4 separate regions of the Mus musculus genome follow, and regions 2, 3 and 4 are each linked to region 1. Evidence: chromatin contacts called from public HiChIP or PLAC-seq data. All regions are on one chromosome and are shown on one strand. Each heading gives the region's core, a stretch centred on a gene start, on an enhancer-like site or on the middle of the called end of the contact. The rest is flanking DNA. Distances are from core to core; before and after follow the strand shown. Region 1 overlaps Haglr (Hoxd antisense growth associated long non-coding RNA). Region 2 overlaps 2600014E21Rik (a long non-coding RNA gene). Region 3 has its middle 36 kb from the start of 2600014E21Rik. Region 4 has its middle 7.0 kb from the start of Gm46748.

Evidence for each region. HiChIP or PLAC-seq counts read pairs in DNA pulled down with a chosen protein or histone mark.
Region 2: an H3K4me3 HiChIP or PLAC-seq map of embryonic limb bud shows a contact between it and region 1, with 4 times the contacts expected there. The contact joins two enhancer-like sites. A contact is called at or near these places in 7 of 115 datasets of contacts at active chromatin or transcription factors (craniofacial prominence, differentiating embryonic stem cells, embryonic basal ganglia and 4 more).
Region 3: a contact with region 1 is called in an H3K4me3 HiChIP or PLAC-seq map of embryonic limb bud, with 4 times the contacts expected there. The contact joins two enhancer-like sites. A contact is called at or near these places in 13 of 115 datasets of contacts at active chromatin or transcription factors (craniofacial prominence, embryonic basal ganglia, embryonic forebrain and 8 more).
Region 4: an H3K4me3 HiChIP or PLAC-seq map of embryonic hindbrain shows a contact between it and region 1, with 7 times the contacts expected there. The contact joins two enhancer-like sites. A contact is called at or near these places in 7 of 484 Hi-C or Micro-C datasets (cranial neural crest, embryonic stem cells, nephron progenitors and 1 more), 14 of 115 datasets of contacts at active chromatin or transcription factors (craniofacial prominence, differentiating embryonic stem cells, embryonic basal ganglia and 9 more) and 2 of 9 other capture datasets (adipose tissue and embryonic stem cells).

Annotation. Positions count from the first base shown.
Region 1 is chr2:74,747,197-74,753,382 of GRCm38.p6, forward strand. Haglr (Hoxd antisense growth associated long non-coding RNA) reads right to left here. Exons shown (of 3, transcript NR_110445.1): 2 at 4,333-4,446; 3 at 1,226-3,447. Hoxd3 (homeobox D3) reads left to right here. Exons shown (of 3, transcript NM_010468.2): 3 at 1-1,075. Gm14424 (predicted gene 14424) reads left to right here and starts at 5,488. Exons shown (of 2, transcript NR_110447.1): 1 at 5,488-5,855; 2 at 6,022-6,186. Within about 2 kb of position 2,790, at least 60 of the 459 cell types and tissues checked have an H3K27ac peak or open chromatin away from gene starts, as enhancers often do. A contact at or near this core is called in adipose tissue and embryonic limb bud, where this site is marked.
Region 2 is chr2:75,248,989-75,255,174 of GRCm38.p6, forward strand. The region is part of intron 3 of 2600014E21Rik (a long non-coding RNA gene); the gene reads left to right. Among named protein-coding and RNA genes, the nearest start is that of Gm34401, 33 kb to the right of the region's middle. Within about 2 kb of position 3,978, at least 1 of the 459 cell types and tissues checked has an H3K27ac peak or open chromatin away from gene starts, as enhancers often do. A contact at or near this core is called in embryonic limb bud, where this site is marked.
Region 3 is chr2:75,098,908-75,105,093 of GRCm38.p6, forward strand. No RefSeq gene overlaps it. Among named protein-coding and RNA genes, the nearest start is that of 2600014E21Rik, 36 kb to the right of the region's middle. Within about 2 kb of position 2,839, at least 16 of the 459 cell types and tissues checked have an H3K27ac peak or open chromatin away from gene starts, as enhancers often do. A contact at or near this core is called in embryonic limb bud, where this site is marked.
Region 4 is chr2:75,051,537-75,057,722 of GRCm38.p6, forward strand. No RefSeq gene overlaps it. Among named protein-coding and RNA genes, the nearest start is that of Gm46748, 7.0 kb to the right of the region's middle. Within about 2 kb of position 3,840, at least 77 of the 459 cell types and tissues checked have an H3K27ac peak or open chromatin away from gene starts, as enhancers often do. A contact at or near this core is called in adipose tissue, where this site is marked.

The sequences.
Region 1 (6,186 bases), core at 1,540-4,039:
GATGCCTCACGAGTGGCTTCCAGCGGCCAGGGCTGACGCGACTGGGCCTCCCTCCAGGCGCGTCCTCCTTTGGGTGACTCGCCATAAATCAGCCGCAAGGATCCTCCCCAGTAAACCTGACAGTGCCATAAACTGCGGACCGAGGGACTCTAATCTGGTAATGGTGTCCCTAAGGTAAGTCCTCGACCCATCCGTGGCGAGTCCTGAAGAGGGACTAGGGCCTGGAGAACCCTGGGCCTGGCCCTTCTGTCTAGCTTAGTTTCAGAGACCTTAATTTATAATGCTCCGTCCCCTCCTGTAAAGATTGCATCGGACTAAACAATCTGTATTTATTATTTGAAGCGAGTAATTTCGTTTCCCTGATTATTTATCCTCGTCTTAATGTATTTATGTGTATATTTGTAGAATTCTGAGGCTGGGCCTAGGTACACGCTCCCAGGCCTTGGGGGGGCCACTTTTCACCTCTTTAGTCCCCTTGGTCTGAACTAGTTGAGAGGATAGTTTTGAACAGTTGTAACCATGGCTGGTGTCTGTAGTTGATGTTAAAGGATTGAGATCACAAATGGTCCTTCATGGGTAGAGTCAGGCAGCCCGGTGGCAGGACTCACGCTAGTCGTTTCTCAACAGCCGAAGCCCTCACCACTCGACACAGCTTATTGATTTCAAATTGTCTGGTACTATTTGAACAAACATTTAGAATAAAACCTTTTTTTCAGTTGGAAGTGTATCTGTGTTAATCGCACACATCTGCAAGCAGATCACTCTGTCTTCATCCCTCTGTATGATCCCGGGTTGGGGGAAAAGGACCCTCTGAAACATTTTATTTATTCGGAACCTATTGCACAAAATTGGCGTGGAGAAATACTTGATTACATTTAAGCTCTTAAAACTGAGCGGCAGTAATTGGAGGATGCAAACTCGATATCACCTAAGTGGGGGGCAGTCGCAATAGGATTTTGCCAGAGCAGCGCCTGCATGCTCTTTCTATACATGATCGTCACATGGGCGGGTGTGTGTTCATTTTTTCTGCATTAAATAATAAAAAAATAAACTTTGGGGAAAAACCCTGACAATCAAAGAAAAAGCATAAGAGAAACAGGCAGGATTAAGCGAGAAAAGCTAAGGTGCTGTGGTATAAAAGGAAATGATCATGTAGAGACAAGCATCAGGCTTTTTCCCCCGTCCCCCAACCCCCTTAGGAAGTGCTCACAATTTTTTCCTTTGTAGTGGTCAGCAGTTCACTTTTAAAGAAAACAAACATTCTTCACAATGTAAAATAACGAAAGGTTCATTAATAGAACACAACACGTATAAACACCTTGCTTACTCCTGTTTCTTTGTGCAAAATGGGCGAATAGTCTACAGAATTTATAATCGTTTTGTAAATATTATTAGTGTGGCTCTAGGAAGGGTCGAGCACTTACACCCACTTCTATAGAAGGGAGCACTTGGAAAAAGGCCTTCAGACAAGGTTCAATTATTTTGTATTTCAGCAAAGTCCACCCACGCATCTCTAGTTGGTTTGGCAAATATGCAACTCCCACTACCAGCCTGGTGACACGAGGTGAAATTCCCATTGTGTGGAGATAACTTCTACTCTTCTGGTGCAACAGCAATCGTTTTCTATTTGGATGTTTGTGTTTCGCTCAGTAATGATGGCTCAAAAGAATATTTAGTTTCCTTGTTCCTTTGTGCTGTTTTAAAAATGGCATGTTAGGCTGGGGGTGGGAGGGGTTATCCTTTTGCTAAATTTCACTCTATCTGAGCAAGTTTAAAGTATATATGTTGTAGAATTGTATCAACAGAATAAATGACTTCAATCGAAGGCATATTTTACCCACTCTCAAGGCTTAACATTGTTTTCTCTGAAATTTGCATTCCTAGACAGAATTTATAATTGTAAGAAATTATTTTTTAAGCTATTACGGAAATCAAAGAAATGCTAGCTGCCTCGTAGGGAACCACAGCCACCTTTCTTAACTGGCTAAATATTAAATAGATGAATTGTCAGGCTGTTTAGATTCAGCCCGGTTTCTCTCATCTCCTCTTCATACCATAAATAATAATAAAAATACATAATGCATCATGGCTCCAGGCGTTTCCCAGCGCGGTGTGTTACCACAGGAGTATCTGCTGAGTCTGCGGGTGTCTGCAATACCCCAAGCGTCATCTGTGGCTTAGGGTTTCATGGATTACTTTAAACAGTGTCTAGCCCGGCTGACATCAGCTTCCTCTCACACATAGGCTCTAAGGAAGTGTCAGGTTGGGGGTTCCCACCGTCTAGGCAGCCGCAACCTCACAGGCCCGGCGGTGGAGGGAGGATGTTGGAAGAAGGGGGAGGGGTCGCTTCGACCAAACCTGCCGCCTTCGCCTACCTTCTGAAGTTCTGGAGACTTCAGAGAATTGCTTGGTTCTTTCCTGCCACCAACGCGAGTCACGTGACAGGCACACTCACTCCTAGCGTGGGTGGGGGCGGCGGCGAGTTCTGGGAGGGCACACTCCCACGCGGCCGCCCGCCGGAGAGAGCTGGGCCCGCGGCACAACCATTTAAAACTTCATAAATTATAAACAAGCCGCCTTGGCCTTCGCCATAAATTCCGCTCCTCTTGAGCCTGCAATTAGTGTTAGGAAGCACCCAAGTCTAAACACAACCAAACGCTCTCCGAAGGGTCCAAGTGCCCGAGGTTGCAAGCCTTTATTTATTCCCGGGTGCCACCCCCTCTGCACTCGAGGCTTGCACACAGTCACCTCCTCCCCCGCCACCGCGGGCAGTACACACTCCGCTGGGTTCCCCGCTTAGCCCGGGAAGGTCACAATAGCAGCTCTATCCACCGAGGCGCTCGCCGCCTCCTCCCTCCCGGGTCTTCGAGAAGCAAAGAAAGGAGTGTGGGGGAGGGGAGCCTGGCCAGCAATGGCGCCCGGGTCTCAGGCCTCTGCTCTTGTTTCAAGACGAGACCCGGGAAGTTGGCATGGGTAGGGAAGCAGCAGCCTAGCTTGTCTTTCTCCCACGACGCTCCTCTCCCACGACGCTCCTCTGCCCCCAGAGGCTTCACCGCCCGATTGAGGATGCCCCAAAGCAGTCAGGTCTACCCGAAATCCAGAATCCATTGAGCCAGCGGCTTCCTTTCTGATCCTTTGCAGAGGAATAGATGCCAGACGGAATAGATGCCAGACGGAATAGATGCCAGAAGGGAGGAGCACCTGGGCCCCTCCGGAGGGCGTTGGCCTTGGGAGGTGTCTCTCTTTTGAAGAAGGGGCAGGATGACTTCGGTCCAGCCTTGGGCACACCTTCTTTTTCTCCATAGTTTTTGAGGCGCGGGGGCGGGACGAGGAGGGGGTGGGGATTAGGAAGGTTGTGGATCTCCGGTAGAGTATTAGGTCTAAAGGAAAGAGATCAGGTCCTTGGCTCATGGGTGGCAGTCATTTGGGCCTCTCTGGTTGTTCCATCTAGGCAAACAAATGTGGATTAACGTAGGATGGCGGTCAGGCAGAGGTATGGCCCTGCTGCAAAATGGAGGTGGGAGTGGAGGAAGAGGGACCGTTTCCTTAGCATCCCTGTAAACCTCGGGGTCCATTCTGGAGTGGAATGCCTAGACCTAGCGAGAGGGTGCGAAGTTGTCATGGAAAGCCCTGGAGGGTGGCCCTGGCCACTGGTAAGGAGGTTAGGAAAGGAAAGGAAAGGAAAGGAAAGGAAAGGAAAGGAAAGGAAAGGAAAGGAGAAAGGGAAATCAAGTACAGATTCTGCCTTCTAGCTTACAGACCAACCTCATCCAGGGAACTGACAGAGAAAAATCTGCCTCTGATAGAATCATTAAGTTAAGCATCCATTTGTACCATTTCTGTGTACAGGCTTTCAAATGGGAGAGAGGAAGAGGATACTGAGCTTGTACTTCCCTTGGTTCAGCCCCAAGTCCAGTCCCTATCAGAGATGTGTCAGCTACATTGGTTTCTGAGGCCCCAGAGGCTGCTAACCTTGCTGAACAAGAGTTTTCACATTTCTGTCTAGAAGAACTACTAGCAGTGATCTCCTACGCTAGCTAGCTACTGTCCTTTCTCCCTCACTGGGTACCACTCCAATGGTTCATGAGTGAAGTGCTCTCCTCAGCCACCAGGCTTGGAAGCCCAGACGGTTTTCCTTTAGAGAAGGTAAAGAGGAGAACATGAGAGAGAGAGAGAGAGAGAGAGAGAGAGAGAGAGAGAGAGAGAGAGAGAGAGGAGAGAGAGAGAGTTTGAATAACAAAGAGGCTAACTCTTCCTTCCAAGTATTTGACCCCATGGCGGGTACAAGCTTGTTTACACCCAGGGATTGTCACAGGTCTGTTTTGACTTTACCAGAATTGGTTGAAACTTCCTTGTGAAGTCAAGAACTTGGTAATCCCAGTTTACAGGTCTAGGAAGGTCTTCATCTGGGTGTTCTTGACAAAACTTTGGTCCTTCTTTGAGAAACTTAAAGAAAATAACAGAGGTTTATGAGTATGCAAGAAAGGCAGGTGGCTCAGACCGTCCCCTCACCCCCTTGGGCTTTGCAATTTCCCAGATAGGGTATATTTAGAACCTGGGTCAACAGACCTTTGGGTGTTGAGCCACTTAACCAACTGAGTCTGAGTTGTCCCTAGCCAAGCCTTATCTAACCTTACCTAAGCCACACTTTTAAGGGCTGGCTCTTGTAGATTTCTCTCTCAGAAAGTCTGGATGGATAGCACAAGGCCTGATGGATGAATCCTCTGCCCTTCCTGCTTTGTTGGTGCTGAAGGAAAGTGATGGAGAGGACCATAGCTTACCTTGTTTTCTACTCCACTACAAATGCTCTTACCTTTGGGGTCCAAGGTCAGTGTCAAGTGGATTTATAAACCTGATCTGAAGCCCTTCCTTAAACATTTCCCTCAGGTCTCACATCCTGCCTGTCTAGTTGCAAAGTTCAAAGACAATCCATTTTAGGTCATGTCCAGTGTGTCCAAACTGAACAGACTGGCAGGAGGCTCAAGGCCCAAGGATGCCAAATCTTTTGCCATAGCAGAGAAATATAAATGCCACCACGCCATCCCATCAGGTCTGTGGGGGTGGAGGCCATTGCATGTGTCTTCATGGTCTTCATCTTATGATAACCACTTTTTAAAAGCAACCTGGAAGTTGGACTGATGGTAAATATGGCGGATGGCAAATCTACACGCTACCACTAAGCTACACCCACAGCCTGTGACAAAAACACTCGATTGGTTACTCTGGCTAGTCTGGCTCATTTTTCAATAAGGTTTGGAAAAATTGCCAGAGTGGGGATTAACATTAAAGAGAACCAGAGGAAAAGCAGATCGCGGTATAAGTCAGGATTCACGGAGAGCTTTTTGTACAGATACATAGATGATGGACCAGAGGGGCAGAGACTTAAAGCAGACAAGGCCCTTTCTTAAAGAAAGGAGACTGGAAGACCCTTTAATGGCTCTATTGTTCACTTCCTTGGCCTGCAAATACCCTAGCCCTCCCCACCTTCTTCTCTGTGCCACGCAGGAAAGTGGGTCACAGGAGGATTGCTCTGGGGAGTTGGTCCCCGTGTCCCTCACTCCTGTCTGCCATTCCTTAGAGTAGAGCCGACGCCATCCCAGGCTGGCAGAACACAAAGGAAACCCCTATTCGGTCCCCGGACCTTAGGGTCACTGTAAGCAGGAGGCTGGTGTGTTTTCCAGTCTCAGAACTCCGGCCGCCCGCGGGAACAATAGCGGCCGCCTGCCCGGGAGGTCGGACGCTCGGCACAAAGCCGGCTTGGTCCGCGCGGCCGGCCACACGACGCGCGCTGACCCGGCTGCCGTCGCTCGCCGGTGTTCCCGCGTCCACCTGGAACTCTTCGAGAAAGACAAACGGTGAGTTAATCACCCTACCGGCTGGCGGCCGCGTCCTCTGCGCCCGCCCTGGAGGCGGGATGGGGAGTGGGGTTCCTCTGTGTGTGTGTGTCTGGGGTGGGGGGCGGGAAAGGTTAGTCCTATTAAGAGTTCATCAATCACCCGGTGTGCACTTTTCGCTCGACAGCGGTTCCTCCTACTTTAGAGCAAGTCTGGGCCAGCTGGGAGCCGACCAGAAACCGCAAGCGAAGGAGACGCGGGCGCTCCGGGTGAGCGCTGAGGGAGGGGGCGACACACAGTCCTGCGGCTGCCCAGGATAGCGCTCCAGGCACGCAGGAGGGGAAGGTCGGTG
Region 2 (6,186 bases), core at 2,728-5,227, 500 kb after region 1:
AATAAGCCCCAGGGACCCAGAGACTAGATCCATCTTACGACATTGCTGTTAATGGATAGCTTCTCTAAGACTAAGGCTAGAACACTAGAAAATCTGGAAAAACAGTTTCCTAGACTATTTCCGTTTGGCAAAATCCAGGTCAAGAGGAACACACGTTGTGAAGCTCAGGTGAGAAGGGTTTAGAACAAAACTCAGGAGCTGAAGGCATGAAGATTCCGACAGCACGGGTCAAAAGCAGCTCTGCAGCTCAGCGTTGTGCTTGGAGCTGGTGCTGTATTGTGGAACGATGTTCAGGCTTACACTGTGTGAAACAAGGCTACCATGGAAAGGAGGGCTTTATCCATGAACGACAGAAAGTGACCTCACAGGTCTGAGAGCCTGTCATCCTGATTGGTCCAGGTTGGTGGTAATAGTTAACATCTGTAGGCTACCAGCCCTCTTCCTGTTTGTTTGTTTGGTGTTTAGTACAATTCACATGTTTACATCACTTGTTTTCTATATCAATTATGTAAGGTATTGCAATCCTCATAATAGAGGAACAAATATTTTTTTAAATGATGATGACGTTGGTTTCTTTATCAGTTAGCCACTTACTAAAATACGTCACGCAGACACTTCACCATTGTAAGGGAAGCCATTTTTGAGATTAAAATCATGTTACTTCTCTTGCTAGTTGAAATGTTCTAATAGTCCATTATTTTCTTTTGCATTTTGACTGTTTGTATGTCTGTTATTAAAACTGAAGTCATACCTTAAGTATATTAAAAAGAAAAAAAGTACTTAAAAGTACACGGTTGGGTGTCAGAGAAGCTAGGGGAGATGGCTCAAATGTTAAAATTAGTTCCTCCTTTTCCAGAGGACCTGAGTTACATTCCCAGCATCTACATAGGGTGGCTCATAACTGCCTGTGACCCCAGCTCCAGGCAGATCTTACCCTTGCACACACGTGTCTACACACACATAGAGACATGCACATGTACACATATAATTAAAATAAATATTTTTTTTTTAGTCCTACATGGGTAGAGAAAGAGCTCACATTGATCTGCCTAGCAGACTGCCTGCAGCTGTGGTTTGTTGAACAGTCAAGTAAGAGATGACTCAAGTTCAAAGACACACTCTGGCTCCTATTGCTGACACAGAGAAATAATCTGACTTCACTCACCACTGACAAGTGAAGATCCACCGAAGCCTGGGACTGAGTCGAAATCAGAAGAGACGAGGGTCCCTTTTGTTTCTGTTAAAATCACAATCATGGACACTCACTGCCACCTTCAACCATCTTTATGGAAGCTCTGTTGACCAACGAACAAAGCCATCATTGTTCAACTCAAACTCCCTTAAATCTTTTTATTAGCCCCTTGAAATAAACAAAGACCTATTTTCAAAGCATAATATTTCAGGAAAGAAAAATAACACATAGAAAAAAAAGAGAGATGTAATTATTACCATGTAATGTTAACTCAAGTGTCAAAACATTTAATCTATTGGGAGCTGTAAGTATATAAGGATACTGTGTGAAACATGAACTAGATACTTCCCTGCCTAATGAGTATTTAATCATAGATCAAGGAAGACCCTAAACACTGGTGTTAATGTTATCATGAGTAAACTTTTGAGTGGCCATCCTTTTCTTGAGATCTTATTTAGTTAGTTTTATGTCTATGAATGTTTGTCCGTATCCCACATGCATATAGTGCCCTCAGAGGCCAGAAGAGGGCACTGGATCCCCTGGCACTGAAGTGACAGATGGTTGTGAACAGCCATGTGGGTACTGGGTATTGAACCCAGGTCTTCTGGAAGAGAAGCCAATGATCTTAATTGCTGAGCCAACTCTCTAGCCACCAGTCAGTGCTCAGCTTTTTTTTAAAGAGGGTATTACTGGGCCACACAGAAAGCTTAATGGGAAAGCATTTGCTTAACACTCTTATGACCTTAAGTTCAATTCCCAGTACAAAAATAAATTCCTACAAAATATGCATAATTTCTCTGCAACGAAATCAAGGATTAGACCCTTTAGTTGAGATTGCTTTATGAAAAAAAAAACATATGTATATGTTCCAGTGAAGACTCTTAAGTGTAAATTTAATTGGGGATTATAGTAATTTGTAGTCTAAAAGTATTCTGATGGGGAGGTTCAACTTCAATGGGGTCCTCTCAATCACATCCACAACGAGGATTTTTGCTGATCCATTAGGAGAGCTTGGCTGTAAAGAAACACATTCTGGAAAGCGTGGTCGAACTTTCTTGCTCTGTTCTAGACTATAGTGCTTCCAAGAGGATGAAGGAGTCTGGGTTCCGAGGACGCTGTGGGTCACACTGAGACTGTGAGCAGTGCTTCCAAGAGGAGGAAGGAGTCTGGGTTCCGAGGATGCTGTGGGTCACACTGAGACTGTGAGCAGCTTTATCTCCCAGAAGCTGGCTCTCCAGCTCGCTTTCTGCTTGGGTCTCTGGAAACACATTTTTCTTACTTTACTCTATAAAAATATATTTATTTTTTTATTCTTTGAGGGTCCCATACATGTGGATAATGATTATTTTTTAGTCCTTGTCTCATCCCCCCCTCCCTCTTCCACTGAAATGTTTCCCCCGTAAGTCCCCTTCCTACTCTCATGTCTTTTGTGTAGGGGACAGTCTGAGCCTCCATGTGGTTTCCTGCATGAACATGGTTAGAGGGTATTTACAGAAGCTCGGGCTTTATAAAGGGTTTTCTTACCTAGAGCTAAACGTCTTAGGATGTTTTTCCTTCCCTTTGGGGCCACACTGAATAATTCCCATCCCGCTTCTGCATGATGGTTGATTTGTTTGCTCATTATAGAGAATTCTAAGTCAAGCTTCTGCTGAGGCAGGTCAAATGATAGAATTAATGGGAATATCTATTGTGGAAATCAACTAGATCTAGATTTGAATCTCATACTTATGGTGCTTTTGTATTAAGTTGAGAAGCTGGTTATTACATTATTTGACCCTCAGTTTCCTTCCTTGAGAATGGGAGTAATAATATCTATAGAAACGATAAGCCTTAAAGAAGAAATAGCACCTAGCGTGAAGCAAGCACTCAGAAATGCCAGCTCCCTTACTCCTTGATGCTTAACAACCCTGCCTTGTAAACGCATCTCCATCTCATATATCACTTCAAGTCACAAATATGCAAAGTTGGTTTTATGACCCAGTTTCATCTGACTGCATATTTTATCTAAAAATTTCTGAACACGTCGCTAGTATTATGAAGCCATCCTCCATTGCTATCTTTGAATTTCTTTTTTTTTCTATTTATTTATTTATTTATTTATTTATTTATTTCCTTTTCTTCAAGATGGGATCTTACTAAGAAGCACAGTGCTGCCACCTCTGTTATTTTAAGGCCGTTGTATTAACGGAAAGGCATAGACTAGTGTTAATCTCCCTTGACAGGGTTGCTCAAGCCCACTCACCTATCATAGTGGCATAATGGAGGATAGGGCCTCTATAGACTATCCTCTATGGTGAGATTAAATCTACTTCTTAACTCAGACTTCATTAGGATCTTTGACATACTAATGCTACTATGCAAAAAGTGAAAACTTTGGGGCTAATGCTTGCTGAGTTATGATGCTAATACTACTGAAAATAATCAAATTCCTTTAATTAGTTCATTAATTTCCCATCTGGGGTCTCCTTGTCACTTTCACAGAGACAAGGGTTTCCTTCCATTTAATCAAGGCAACCTCTAAGAAGCAGGAGTCTGAGTAGACTCGCTGGTTCCTGTCGCAGTCTCCTTTCCCAACAGCTCTCTAGACAGGATCAGTGTGGTAACTTCAAGAGTTATACAATGGAATGGGGGAAAGTTATAGGTAATCCCTTCTTCCAAACTGGCTCGAAATAAAAATTAAATGGGCCTTGAGCGTTTGTGAATGGCAGTGTTTCATTGGGCCCATGGAACACTAAGTGGGACTCCGAAACAGGGTGTTAATTCAGGCCTAATCATTTAATTCCTCTCTGTTATATGCCGTATTTATTGCCCTCCTGGATGCTTTCTATGGCCTGATAAAGAGAGTGATTCTCTGAAGCTCAGTCAGGGACCGTTTTATTTATATCGTTAGTTAGTCCAATAAAAGCACGGGCTCCAGATTCCTGCTGTTATTTTCTGTTTTGTAGCCCTGTCGTTAACTATGAAAATGCTGATGGAGTTCTCATCCTCCTCAGGGCTGGAGCTGCTTTGTGCTTGAGTCTGGGTTTGTAAGGACTAAACTGACTTGGAATCAGGGTAGAATGTCAAGTTTAGGGAAAGGCAAGTCTGGCTTCAGCAGCACACAGGGGCTCTCCGTTATTGTGTGGGGTCTGTTGTGAAAACTTGATTATTTTAAAATCAAGTTTTTATTTTAAAAAGTTATTTTATTTTAAAAAGTAAACCTGACCCCTTTGAAGCTGGAGTCTGGCTGTGAACAAGAGCAGTTTCCAAGTTTACTGACATCAAACCTCACTTCAGCTCTCCACGGAGCAAGGGTAGTTCTGAGTTTGGACAGAATGACCCATCTGTAGAGTTGTTTATGTCTGTGACACAAAGGGGAGGCGATGAAACCCAACAGCATCCAAGAATCAAATGTAAGGCCTCTTACATCTTAAGTTTCAACTGCATAGTTTTATTATTTCCCTAAGTCTCTAGAATGTTAGAGAGAAATCTGGAATAAGGACGCAACGATGGGAAACAGATTTATAGAGGTCACTTGAATTACTGCGATAGCAATCAGAACATAACGTAGGTACGTTAATATAACACACTGTGTAATTGCTCGTGCTTCCATTGGAGCTTATGTGTAGCTATCCATGTAATAACAGATATTATTTCACAGCAGATATGCAATTATCTCATCTCATTGGTGTGTAGTGCATAAATGAAGCAAATCACTATTGTTGTTTTAACACAAAGAGGTGAGAATGTTTTAAAGTTTGACAGACCTTTATATATCAGTCTGTCTCAAGCTCATGTTTAGAAAAGGAATATGAAAAATATAAACAGATAGTGGCTTCTATGCCTTCCCTAGTACTTAGGTGTTTGAATATTAGCACCATAGGGTTATATTTGGGGATATGGTCGAAACTGCATCAGCAAAATTTCTTGAATGATTATACACCATTAACTCTAAGTTTTGTCTTCATTGGAAGATAAGAAATGCATTGACTTTGCCAGCAAAGATTTGTCTTCTACTTCCTAGAGGATAAAAACAACCAACACTCAGCCTAGATCTTCAAGTACTGCATAGAACCCAGTGATTGAGGAAACCCATTGTGTTGCAATATGGCAGAAAACGGTGGCAAAGGTGTTAAAATTCCCACAATCCCAATGCTATCTGCACTGAGTGAAATGAATGGTCTGTCCAGTAATCCTAAATGCAGGGGTGTACTTCTGTGGTGTGGGGGAGAGTAGGGACTACTTACTATGTGTAGAAAGATCTATACATAGAAACTTCACTGAGTACATCAGAACTTATGAATCATCTGACTTATACTGTCACAATTGGTCTTTAAAACAGATATAGGACAAACACATCGTGCCAACGTGATAAGTGAATATCCAAAAACCTGTGCGATTGGTCTCTGGAAAGTGGATTCTGTGCTTTCCCCCTAGTATTTAGATGTTTGAAGATTAATACCATGGGGTTTTATTTGGGAATATGGCTGAATTTTGCATCAGCAAAATCTTTTTTTTATTCATTATTTATTTACATTTCAAATGTTATCCCCCTTCCCTCTTTACCCTTCCCAAACCCCATAGCCCATCCCCCTCCACCCTGCTTCTATGAGGGTGCTCCCACACCCATCCACCCACTTCTACCTTACAGCCCTAACATTCCCCTACACTGGAATATCCAGCCTTCACAGTACCAAGGGCCTCCCCACCAATGATGCCAGATAAGGCAATCCTTTGCTACATATACAGCTGGAGCTATGGGTCCCTCCATGTGTACTCTTTGGCAAAATTTCTTGAAACTATATACACCATTAACTCTAAACTTTGCCTTAGAGTTAGTGCCTTAGAAAACTTAGTTTTCTCATCCCTAATCCTGTGCAAGTCTATGAAACCAACAGAGGGAAAAGCTTTCTAAATGAATGACAGAGAGCTTCATTCAGGTCCTTATTAGTCCAAATTCTGTGCATGTCCTTGACACAAGGGTGTAAAATCATCAGTGTTGGATTAAAAATTGC
Region 3 (6,186 bases), core at 1,589-4,088, 350 kb after region 1:
AGTTGCTGGCTTAGGTTTCACAATCTACCTTGCTTGCTGAGTTACATTAGCTGAAACAACAAATTTAATCCATGATGTCAATAGTAAATTATAGCTGAGAAGTAATATACGCCTAGCATCATAAAGGCCAAGGCTGTGGAAAAAGCCCTGCAAATTCAGGAGCTGTTGTGTTTGACCAAGAGGTAGACTCCGGCTAAATGCTTACATTATGAAAATCAGATTAGCTCTAAAAGCTGCATTTGGGTAATCTTATTTTTTTTTTAAAATATCTTTTATGGGGAATTTCTAAAAGCAGTAAGCTCTTTCACTCCATCCTGCACTGTGGATTCTGCTCCTGTGGACATTGGCTGTGTAATTATATTTTATATTTGGTAGTGGATAAATAATTAAAACGAGAATTACTTTCCTGAAAAGATCATTTAGAGCCACGTTTTCTATTACCATAGCTACTGGCTGGGGGAGGGGACATTGCCTCCTACCTACCTAAACTACCTTGCCATTAAAGTATCTAAATTACCTTGGTGAATTCTGAGCACAGAAGTGGTTGATGAATTGCTTTTGCATAAATGCACTCTCCCTTTGCTAGAATCTAATTTTATGAAACACTCATGTGCATGGAACACGTGTGTGTGTGTGTGTGTGTGCGTGTGCACACACACACACACACACACACGCACACACACACACACACACACACACACACACACACACACCGTCTCACCAAGAGACACACATATACCAAAGCAGCCAATGAACCCTCTCAGGAAGAAAAATTGGAGGCTGGAATTTTCTCTATATAATGAAGCTTTTTTAAATGTTGCCAGTAATATCAGCATCTCCGAGGAAAGCCCAAATGGTTTCATCTCCTGTAGGGAAGAACCATTCATGAATCATTGTTTCCATGCAAAGTGTTTCCTTCCTTTAACTGGGGCTATCAATTGTAGCAGCTGGATTTTTTTTTTTTTAAGTAACAAAATTTGATTCTGTTGTAAAGTCATTTATTACAAGTATAGGGGAGAGATCCTTCACAAAAGACCCCAAAGTGTTCTGTGGATAAAGATGGGGGTCTAATGCCTGCATCCCTTTGTCCTTAGGTGGTCTGATAGGCTCTGGGTATTCCTAAGAGGCCAGGGTGGGTTGTTCAGCAGCAGCATCTCTCAGCAGGCTCAGATGTACTCCTATTTAGTACTTAGAAGCATTCGTTGTAGTTTCCACGTGTTCTCGCTGGGTCTGTCCTATGGAGGAGAGACTGTGCTATCTAAGCCTCCACTATATCATGTGATGGTGTAACCTGGAGTTAGGCATTGCTTCATAGCAGGCTTGGTACCTCTCATGTCCCTGAAAGGGGACAAAACCCCTAGGGACTGCAAGCTACCGTAGAGCCTTGCCTGAGCTGCTCTGAGGGATCTGGTCACAGCCAGGCTGAGAGACAGGACTTAGTTGTGTGTCCTTGACTGGAATCCCTCGGGTCTGACTGCCTCTGTTACTGCACGGTGAGTGCTGAACTGGGCTCTGAGTCAGGAGAGATGTGTTGTCCAAGGTGACCATGGACCCATCTGTTAGTCAGGCCCATCTGTGATCACTCACCACCATTGCTCAGACTGACCATGGTTCAAGTTCACATTAACACTTCAGAAAGAAAGAAAATGACTATTAGATACTCAGGTTATTGTGATTAATATATGCCCATTTTTATTTCCAAGATTTCCTTAATTTGGTAATTAATGTTCATGAACATCCCTGAGAGAATGTAAATGAATATAATTCTGTCTCTAAGAATATTAAAATTGAAAATGATGACAAAAATATATAGCCCTATAACTAACCTCTCAGCCTTTAATATCTCTATCTCTCTCTCTCTCTCTCTCTCTCTCTCTCTCTCTCTCTCTCTCTCTCTTTCTCTCTTTCTCTCTCCCTTTGTGTCACTTTCTTGGAGGGAGGATGGGGGGGGCAGGGAAGAACAAGGGTGTCATTTGTGAAGGCACTGGACGCTGTCTACCACAGATCTCTTTAATAACATTGGCAGCAGTTCCAGAATTGATTTGTATCGATTTATATGCCAATGCAAGATCACTGGCACATATTATCTTGTCTTACATCATCATCAACACTTAATTGTGATTCTTTTCATAGTAAAACAGAAAAATTAATTTCCCAATTTTTTTATTACAAAGCGAAATGCCACTCTACAAATCAGGTTTTGATAATTTTGACAGCAATTAATGTTTTTCTCTATAGTAATATAGGAACAAATCTTGATTTCTGAATTAGGGAGAGAAGAAGGGGGAGAGGGAGGGAGGGAGGGCGGGCAGCTGGCACAGGGATCTCCCCATCTGCATAGTCTTCCCTACACTGGGTTGCAAACAGAAGTTTACTGTGGCCATTTGCCCTGAAAGACGTGGACCCTCCATGACATTTGCACACTGCTTTAACTAACAGTCGTTTCCTGTGTTCTGGGTCTGAAGCCCCGAACTTGGCACTTCATTTCCTCAGGTCATTCAATACTTGGAACAGCCCTGCGAGTTAGGTGTCCTTATTTTCCCATTTTATAAAGGAGAAAACTGGCACCAAGAATGTCTAGGCAAGAAGATCTTGTGTTGCGGGTCAGCTTGGCCTATATAGTCAGACTGTCTGGACGCAAAACAAAACAACGTGACGAACAAAAAAAACCCAAAACGGACACTGTTTCAAGGCTGCACACACAGTGGGCCTATTGCTGTCTGTGGACAGATTTCCTCTGAGTCAAATGCCTGTTTCTGCTCTAAAACTGCACCGATTGGTTCAGACCCAACACCACGCCCCCAAGCACGATCAGATCCCGCCTTATTGCTAGCTGGTTCACCTTACCAGAACCGTTTCCTTTGAAGTGGAGTAGTCTCCCAGCAGTGCTTCTCTCGCCCAGAGCAATCCTGGTAGCTCCTGCCTTTGATGGGGTACTGGGAATGTAAAACTCTTCATTATCCCATTAGCCATAATCTCTTCTGCTAAGCCTAATAATTTATGAACACTATTTAAGCTAATGTATAGTTGCATGATTTTACGGCTAGTCTACTTTTTCACGAGGTGACACATTTAGGTGTGTAGATCCTCGGTGGGATTTTCTGAAGGGAGAGATTAGATGACTTTGACAGGACACCTTTGTAGAATCCCTTCCTTCCCAAGGGCCTGCAGAGACGACCGCAGCGTCCCTGTGAGTGGAGGAGGCTTGAGGTGCAGGAGCCATCAGAAGAAGACTTTCGCGATTGCTGCTCAGGTTTCATGACAGAGGGAAATCTTGGGGGAAGTACAGGAGCCTCCATTCCAACCTCCCCACTAAGCAGCTTTCATAAAAATTAGTAGAGGCCATTAGACGACAAGTGTAAGAAAGATTCATATTGACCCTTTAGCAGAAAGGAATTTATTGCAAAGTCACATGTGGACTGGAATTGAGAAGAGGCGAAGTCTTAGGGGTGGAGGATGCTGCAAGATGCCAGTCCCAGTATCCTTTGTCTCTCTTCTCTCTCCCTCCCCTGCCCACCCCCTCCCCTGCCTTTCCCCCCTCCTCTGTCTCTCTCCCTCCTCTCCCATCTTGATCTCATGGTGTCTGCTCTCTGGAGCCTCCCATCTCCTCCCTAGGTCCACTGTTCCAACCTAGCTGCTCAGTTTATTCCCTCTTCTCCAGACATTATAACACAGCCAAGGGGCCAACTGGGGCCTTTTATTTAGGTGGCTCAAGCTGTAGAGCAAATTTGTACTTGAATTTTTTAAAAATCAAGTTGTACATTGTTGCCAAATAATCACAGAATCTTAATTTATTCAAAGGAAAGCGTTAAGGCTGCTACAGCCTATCTATCTATCTATCTATCTATCTATCTATCTATCTATCTAATTTTTTTTTCTTTTGTGTCTTCAGCAGACTCCTGCTTTTTTGTTGTCCTGACTTTCTGTAATGGAAGCTTGTCCTTGTGACAATTCACTTAACCGGCCAGTCCATAGACATCCTTGTCAGGAGTGGGAAAGCACCTCACTGTGCAATGGTCCACAAATATAGCAATCTGCTGTTGTTACTGTTTGTTAATATGTATTGATTAATCTAATTCCTGTCCCCCCAAGTTGACCAAACAAATTCAACTTTCTCTCTCCTTCCATGTGAAGACTTACAGTGGCTAAGCTATGGACGGTTTTGTTTTTTTGTTTTTTGGGTTTGTTTTCTTTTTTAATGGTTTAACACACCCATGGGTCTCCTGTAAATATCTATAGAGGAATAATTTCAAATTCAGACAAATGGCTTGGATTTTTGGATGAGTTGAATAGTCAGGAGGCATAGTCAAGGGATCCTGGAGATACTTGGGCAGGAATAGGTTGGTAGGTTGGTTGGGGGGTGCTTTGAAAAGACTATTTTCATTTTTGGATCCAACAAAACCATTCATGTTAAAAACCATGTGTGGTCTTTCCTTGCGCTCGAAAACTTGGCCCATTTCTTCACCTTTGATACGCCCACCACCTCTCTTAATGCAGTAACATGCCTGTTTCATTCTCTTCCAACCTTCCCCACCAACACAGACTTAGATTAAAAAGAGATTGCAAAAGATCGGTTAGAAGGAAGCAGACACACTTCAGCAATCTGCGTGCTCGGGGCACTGAGGCCAGATCTCTTGTGTTTGTCCCATTTTTTTTTGTCCCATTTCTCATTTAAAAAAAAATAGAGACCATCACTCTCAAAGAAGCTCAAAGCAGAGAGAAAGAGTTTATAAATATTTAGATAACAGACACTTTAAGATATGTTTACAAGAAACAGTCTTTGGCACTTCATAATTGCATTTAATTAAGGTTAATAATTAGCTTTGTAAAGAACCCAAAGCAAAGAAAAGAATTAGACAAATGATCTTAGACCTGGAGATGCAAAATTCTCCAAGTGCCTAAGACTCACTGGAGGGTTTCCCAAGCTTTCTACTGGGAACATGGATGACAACAGATCGAATCTGAGCCCCAGTGCTGAATACCTCGGCTCTGTTCATGGGCTGGTGATAAGGTAAAAGATCAGAGATGTAAAGACCTAATAAAAAGAAATCATAGAAAGAAAGGTGCTATCTGTGTATTTATCCAAGGTGATGTTGCCCAGACCCTCTCAAGAATGCTGCTACGTGGTATCAGCTATAAAACGGTTAAGAGGTAAAAACAAACAATGAAAACAAGACCCTCAAGTAAACAGACAAACAAACAAAAATCCCAAGAGTCAGCCAGAGAGCGCCTGGGCTCAGCATCCTTTCATCCCTGGGAGGGCGCTGGCCTTTGAAGGCTGCACAAAAGGCTGAGAGTGGAGCTTTACAGCAGCACAGAAATGGAGCCTGTTACTGCACTCATATAGTTGGCATGTGCATGCATGTGCGTGTGAGAAGGACATGTTACTACTCTCTCCTGGGACCTGTGAAATAATGCATAGAGCCCCGGCATCGAAGGGCTGGGTCTACATGGGTATTAAGACTTGACCTTGCCGATGGGTTTATTGTATGTCTAAAGTCACAGTGATCAGAGGCAGTTAGCTAACAGGACAGGGAGTCACAGGGATCTTCCAAAAGTAGAGTCTGATGGCAAAGACTCATGTGGGGGATGTATCTGGGGTGGGGGGTGGGGTCCAGTTGATCAAGGGTGAAAAATAGAAAGTTGGGGATGGGGGAGTCAGTGAAATGAGTCAACAGGTAAAGACACTCGCAGCACAAGCCAAGCCAACTGTGTTCAACTCCCAGAACCTATGGACAGAGAGAAGTGATCACTCAAATTGTCCTCTGACCTCTCTATTGTGAACAAACACACATAAGAGGAGAGAGAGAAAGAGGAAAAGAAAGAGAAATAGAAAGACAAAGAGACACAGAGAGATAGACGCAAAGAGACACATAATAAATGCAAAATAATAACTATAGCAACACACACACCAAAACTCTGTTGAGTGTAAAATGCAGAAAGAAAAAAAAATCAATTGAAGATGCACTATGGAGCCAGTTCCTGATGCAGACAAGTACACTAACTTGCCAGGACCAGCAGAGGACATAGACACTTCTCAAAGCTTCTCATACCAAGAGCGTCAACAACCAAATGCACTCATGTGTCAGTGTTCTTGTGATTGGCAGGCTCCCTGGCTCTGGCTCCATGCTCCACCCCTGAGCTGCAGCCCCAGCTCTGTCCCTGAACAACTGCAGGTGACCTGCA
Region 4 (6,186 bases), core at 2,590-5,089, 310 kb after region 1:
GTGCTCTCCTTTTTCTGAAAAAGAACATCACCTGATCTCTTTTGCAAGCAAGACACTCAGACACCTCTGTGAATCCCCTTTCTCTCCCTCAGTACTCAGCTGGTCCCATTGCCCACTGTTGCTGCCTTTGCCCACCATGTTTACTCATCCCTCCTTCATCCTGCCCACCATGTTTACTCATCTCTCCACCATGCTGCCTGCCCACCATGTTTACATCCCTCCACCACCAGCACAGTTCAAGGTTTCATCAATTCTCAGTAAAATCTATGGTCCCATAACTATGGAGAAAGCAGAGACCAAAACCAAAAAGGAAAGGAAGTCAACATTTTCTATAGGTCCACAATGGTTAGGATAAATGTTCCAGTTAATAAAACATTACCCTTGTCAGGCCTGCATCATATTGTTTAATATTACAACACTGACAAGATCAAAACAGGTTCTCAGCCCTTTAAGGCGTTGGTAAGAGAATTATTACGGGGGAAGTCCTATGTCTAACTGACCACTGTGATTCTAGTACTATGTCTATAGGGAGAGAATGGGATATGGTAGGGGGCAAATCCACTGCAAAACCTGCTTCCAGCTTTCTTAAAAACAGGTATTGGGCTCAGATTAGAGAATTTGTTAGCTGCCACAGTTCCTAAACTCTCCTTACCTGATGCTCCCCCAACACCTGTGAAGCCATGGAAACTATTTCAGAACGTAGATTTGTGGGAGGATACTCACCCAAGCCTGCACTAATTTACATGCAAGGGTTCTGGCTGGACTGGAGTGGCTCGGAGTGGGTTTGCTGTGTAAAGCCATCCCCCACAAATCTGATGCTTGTTATACATCCAAGGTCTCACCAAGGAGAAGAGCTCCATGCAGGCTCCATCAGGAGCAACCTCATGCATGAACAGTCGCAGCAGCAATTCTCTGTAGTTGCTCTCACCTTCAGGCTGCTCTTTTGTTAGTCTTACATTTTTGTGTGTGCTACAGATGCATCGGCTGTACAACCATGGAAGCCCGTCCCCATTGCTGGTGCATATGTGTGAACCTGGGCACATCAGGGAACTGACTGACAGCAATGACTCTGGCTCACAGGAAAGACAACAGGAGCAAGGAGTCTGACAGCTCAGCCCACAAAACCTTCTGAATATACTCTGATTCTTTTGTTTTGTGTTGTCTTGTTTTGTTTTTTTTTTAAAGAGTAATATTTCCTCTGGATTTATTTCTGATCTCTCTCTTTCTCCTTTCATTTTTCCCAGCTATCTACTAATTATGGCTTCATTCCAACTAAGGAAACAGGCTTCCTCACATCCATTACTGACAAATTGCAACACTGTTGCTGGATAGAATCTATTCATTCTATTAGACCTGGTTTCAGCAACAATCTTATTAGGGAGCAAGTTTCTGGTTTTCTTTCTTTCTTTCTTTCTTTCTTTCTTTCTTTCTTTCTTTCTTTCTTTCTTTCTTTCTTTCTTTCTTTCTCTCTCTCTCTCTCTCTCTCTCTCTTTCTTTCTTTCTTTCTTTCTTTCTTTCTTTCTTTCTTTCTTTCTTTCTCTCTTTTTCAAGACAGTTCCCCAATGGCATTTTTTTTTGTAGCTTTCTATTTTAAGTGTAGTTATACAGTTGGCTTGAACTTTCTTTGGCAATATCTCAGTGTATATTTGTGTCTGGGGCATTAAAAAAAAGAAAGAAGAAAAGAATAATCCTCTTGGAAACAACATGTTTTCCTACTAAACATCACCACTTACACGTTTTGGAAGTTAGTATCATGTAAGTCACAGTAGTTAGGTGGCTGATTCTGGTGAGAGAGTGTGTGCAAATATGAGAATATGAGAACTTCATCCAGAGACATGTCTCATGGTTTGGCTGCCGCAGTGGCTGAAGCTGTCTTTCTCAAAAGGCATAGTCAGCAAAGACTGGTACCGCTCATCCCAGGATGCTTTTATCTGTTGGTGTAGTGCCTGGCCATTGTGCAGTAGGTAGACAGAGCACATTGTGAAACATCTGGGTCTGGATAATTAACATCCGAACTGGATAGGCAGTTCACAAGAGACAAGATGGCAGATCCAACCAGGGCAGGCTGGGTTACCTGGACAGGGCTTGGCTTTTGTAGCTCAGAGATGGTGTGAATGGAACTGGGGGGGGGGGGGGGCAGACCTTGTAACTGTTGACAAGATACTGAGTCTCCCTGACATTTTTCTCTTCTGTGGTGAGAATAATAATTAGAACCTGCTTGTATTTTTTTTTTTTTTTTGAGGACTTGGTGAGTGTCTTAGTTGCTATTCTATTGCCGTGAAGAGACTCCATGGCCAAGGCAATTTTTATAAAAGAAAACATTTAATGGGGGCTTGCTTACAGCCTCAGAGAGCTAGCATATTTTTCTTCCTATTCTTATTCTTCCCATGGAGAACATGGAAGCAGGCTTGGTGCTGGAGAAGTAGCTGAGAGCTACACCCTGATGCAGAAGCAGTGTTTGAAACCTCAAAACCTGTCCACAGTGACACGGCCAGCTACAACAAGGCCACACCCACTCCAGCAAGGTCATACCTCCTAATCCTTACACTAACTGGGGACCAAGCATTCCGTCATATGACCTATGGGGTTCTTCTCATTTACAGCACCACAGTGAGTTAATACACAGGAGATGCTGAATATGTGGCACGTGGTCAGTATCAGCTGCTAACTCCCCCTCATTTGTACACACATTTGTCTCACTGCCTTGCCCAGGACTGTGGTTAAAATGAAATTACTAACCCTGGATGGAGAATGTATGGCACAGGATAGACATGATCATCTGATGCAACCGAGTATGCCGCTAATTTTCAAGGGGCTATTTTTAAGTAGGAAGTTCAAGGTTTTAGGTTTCAATCCATATCTCCATTTAAAATGGTTCTCCAGGCGTTCATGGGGGGGGTGGGGGGGTGGTGTTCATTCGCTCCATGTTCTCTGTTCCTACTTATCTCCCGTGCCAGCTTTTGGGTTTTCTAGAACTCACTTTCTACAGCCCCCTCAGAAAAGTGGAAGAGTTAAACAGCAGACAGAGACCTCCTTGAAATTTCACTAGCCTGTGGCAGCAGCTTCTGGGGCAGGTTGGACCAAGAAATCCCATCCTACACCGGGCCAGGCACCATGCCTGCAAAGCTCTCAGGCCACACAAATCTGGCGATTATGCCTGTAAAGTCTTTGTTCTGGATGGGCTGGCCCTTGGATTTGAAAGGGTTCTCCTTTCTTAGAGCCACATGCAGAACTAAACTGCACTTCGAGGATACGCAGGAATCGTATTTACCTCCCTGTTCACAACCTGGCGACCCTAGCTGTCCCTTTGCCCCTGGCCTGGGTCCCACATTTTGCATCTCACCACAGCTTACAGAGTCAGGCTTGGGGACAGTGAGAACCTAGCTCTGCTTTCCAGCGGGGTGGCGGGGTTATTGAAACGGATATGCCTTTCATAGCCCTTTTTGTTAGGTGTCACATGGCTCCACAGGACGCTCCATCCTAACATCCTCCTGTGGTCTGAACGGTGGTGACGGGGATGGGGGTTGAGGGGGCAAGGCTTGGGGGAAGGGCTGCTTAAAGCTTTCCTTTCCACGTCATACCTCTGGGGGAAGACAGGATTTCTCTTTCCTTCCTTCCTTCCTCCTTCCTTCCTCCCTTCCTTCCTTCCTCCCGTCCCTCCCTCCCCTCTCTCTTTACTTAAAGCAAACCCTCAAGACACTCCCCCCAAAAGAAACAAAACAACAACAAAAGACAAAAACAAATAAACAAAAAAACCCCAAGTTCCTCGAATAGATTGCTTTCAATTTCCCCTCCCCCCTCCATATAGCCCACGACGCCACCAACAGTGCCACCTAGTGGCCAAATACAAATTTGTCCCTTCATTCTGAGTCGGCCAGCTTTTTAAAAGAAAAGAGAATGTCTCAGGGAAGTAAATGAAAAAAACAAAACAAAAAAAAAAAAATGTTGTTTGGGGAGGGGGCATGTTCCTATATTTTCTTAAGAACATAATGAGGCCTAAAACCCGTTTTCTCTAGTTTCTTCCTGCAGGCGTTTACATTCTTAAAGTAACAGCCACTCTGATTTTATTATAATTTTAAAGTTGCCTGCTGATGATCAGTATTTTACACTTCAGCACGGATAATCTACACTTCAAAGTGTAATATTTTTAAATGAGTGACATAAAAACAAACCAGAAACATGTCTCAGACTTTACAACCACATTGCCTGGTAAAAATGCTATATATTTTAATATTAAAATTTAAAATGCTGTATATTTTTTAATAGTAGTAATCTCTAGGAGGAGATGAGAATTTTAGCCAATGGATTCTTTTCAAAAGCAGAGGAAACAGTGAAAAACCTCTTTAATGAAATCTCTTGGACGTTTCAAAAAATGAAAACTCCTGATTTCACTTTAAATGAAATTTAAATTTTTAAATAATTTCATGTTCTCAGGAAGCTTCGGAATAGCATAAATAAGACCTGTGCACTACCTGGCTTTTCCCAATAGTGACATTTAACAAGACTCTAGTATGCTGTCAACACAGGAAACCAACATGGGTACAGTTCATGCGATTTATTCTTGTCCCACCTGCTCTGTGTGCGCTCATTCTTGTGTGAATATAGTTCTATGCAATGTCATCGTATGTGTAGATATACGTACCAACGCCATGATCCGAATTCTTCCATCACCACAGAACGGCATTGTGCTACCTCTTTCTTATTAAAAAAAAGAAAAGAAAGAAAGAGAGAGAGAAAGAGAGAGAAAGAAAGAAAAGACCAAACATGCCATTGTCTCTGCAGGAATAAGGCACGAGAGCAGCAACAGCAAGGCCATCACAAAGTTGTTGAACACCATAGCGTGTTATGTTATTGTTTAAATAATAGTGCTACGTATCCCCCAGCTGTAACAGTTTCCATTTAAAGAGATCACAGCAACAGGCAAAGAAATGGCAATTCATAGGATGCCTTCTAACACATCAGATTAAACCCCACAGCCACTAGGCACTAAGCCAGGTGTTGAAGGCACTACACGGAAGGGCAAAGTGCACTGCTCAGCCCCAGCCCCTAAGTCTTTAGCCAAGACTTTCCTTGAGACCTTTCAGTGGCCAGGGCCACCCTAGGCTCTGTAGATTCAAGAGTAAGGCCTGCTCTGACTACACAGCTGGGCACAGAGCCATTGCTGACAGAGTTGGATGGAACGTGCGCTTACCTTTCTAACTCTTTACCTCTTGCGGGGTGGGTTTACAGCTTCAAACTTACCTACCAGTAGGTCTACAATATGTTGGGAAAGCTGCTTTATCACGAGAAGCAAGGGTGATTTGAGTAGCTCCTCTGAGGGAAGCAAAGGTGAGATGCAGTGTGTGAGCACCTGGGAGTCAGCCATAGGCCTCTGTGTCGGCTTTGCCACCCATTCCCTGGGGTCCTTACATGACCGTTGATTACCTTAAATTTCCCCATGTCAAGGCGAGGGACTTCAGCAGATCATGGCCAAAGTCCTCTCCGTGCTATCTTATAAAGTAAAGGTTAAAAGGTTTCTTGGTGGTATAGGATTCTAATTATTGAGTTGGTGATAAAAGTTAATTAGAAATGCTTCATACAATTTAAAATAGGCTTCTATCTCAAAATGGATGGTTTAAGGACTGTGGATTCTTGTAAATAACCCTGGGGTATTTATTACAACTGTACTAATGGTATCACTGTCCTACATTCCTGGTGAGTGGAGATCTCGCTGATGAAGGAATTCTGGAGTTCAAACGCGCCTCTCCCACCTGTGCCACCTTTCAGAGCCATTAAAGCCAATGAACTTCATCTGCTCTCTTCAGTTTGCCATTTACTGACATGATATCAGGCATCTAGTTTACTAGATGAAATTTAAAACACAGATAAATATTTCATGTTCAAGATTTTAAAGGATTCTGATACACGAACAGAACTTCAGCTGTGTGGACTGGGGAGCTGGCTCGGTGGATACAGCACCTGCTGGCCAAGTGCTGGAACCAGCATTCGGATCCCCAGAACTCACATCCAAGTTGGGTGGGTACAGTAGCCAGCTTGAATCCCAGAACCTGGGAGGCAGAGGCTGGGGCTTCCTTCAGCAAGCTGGTTGGCTCAACTTGGTGAGCTCTGAGTTCAGGAAGCAGGTCTGTCTCAGTGAATAAAGTGGAGCGTGACCCAGGAAGAAGACAGACATCAACTGCAGACCTC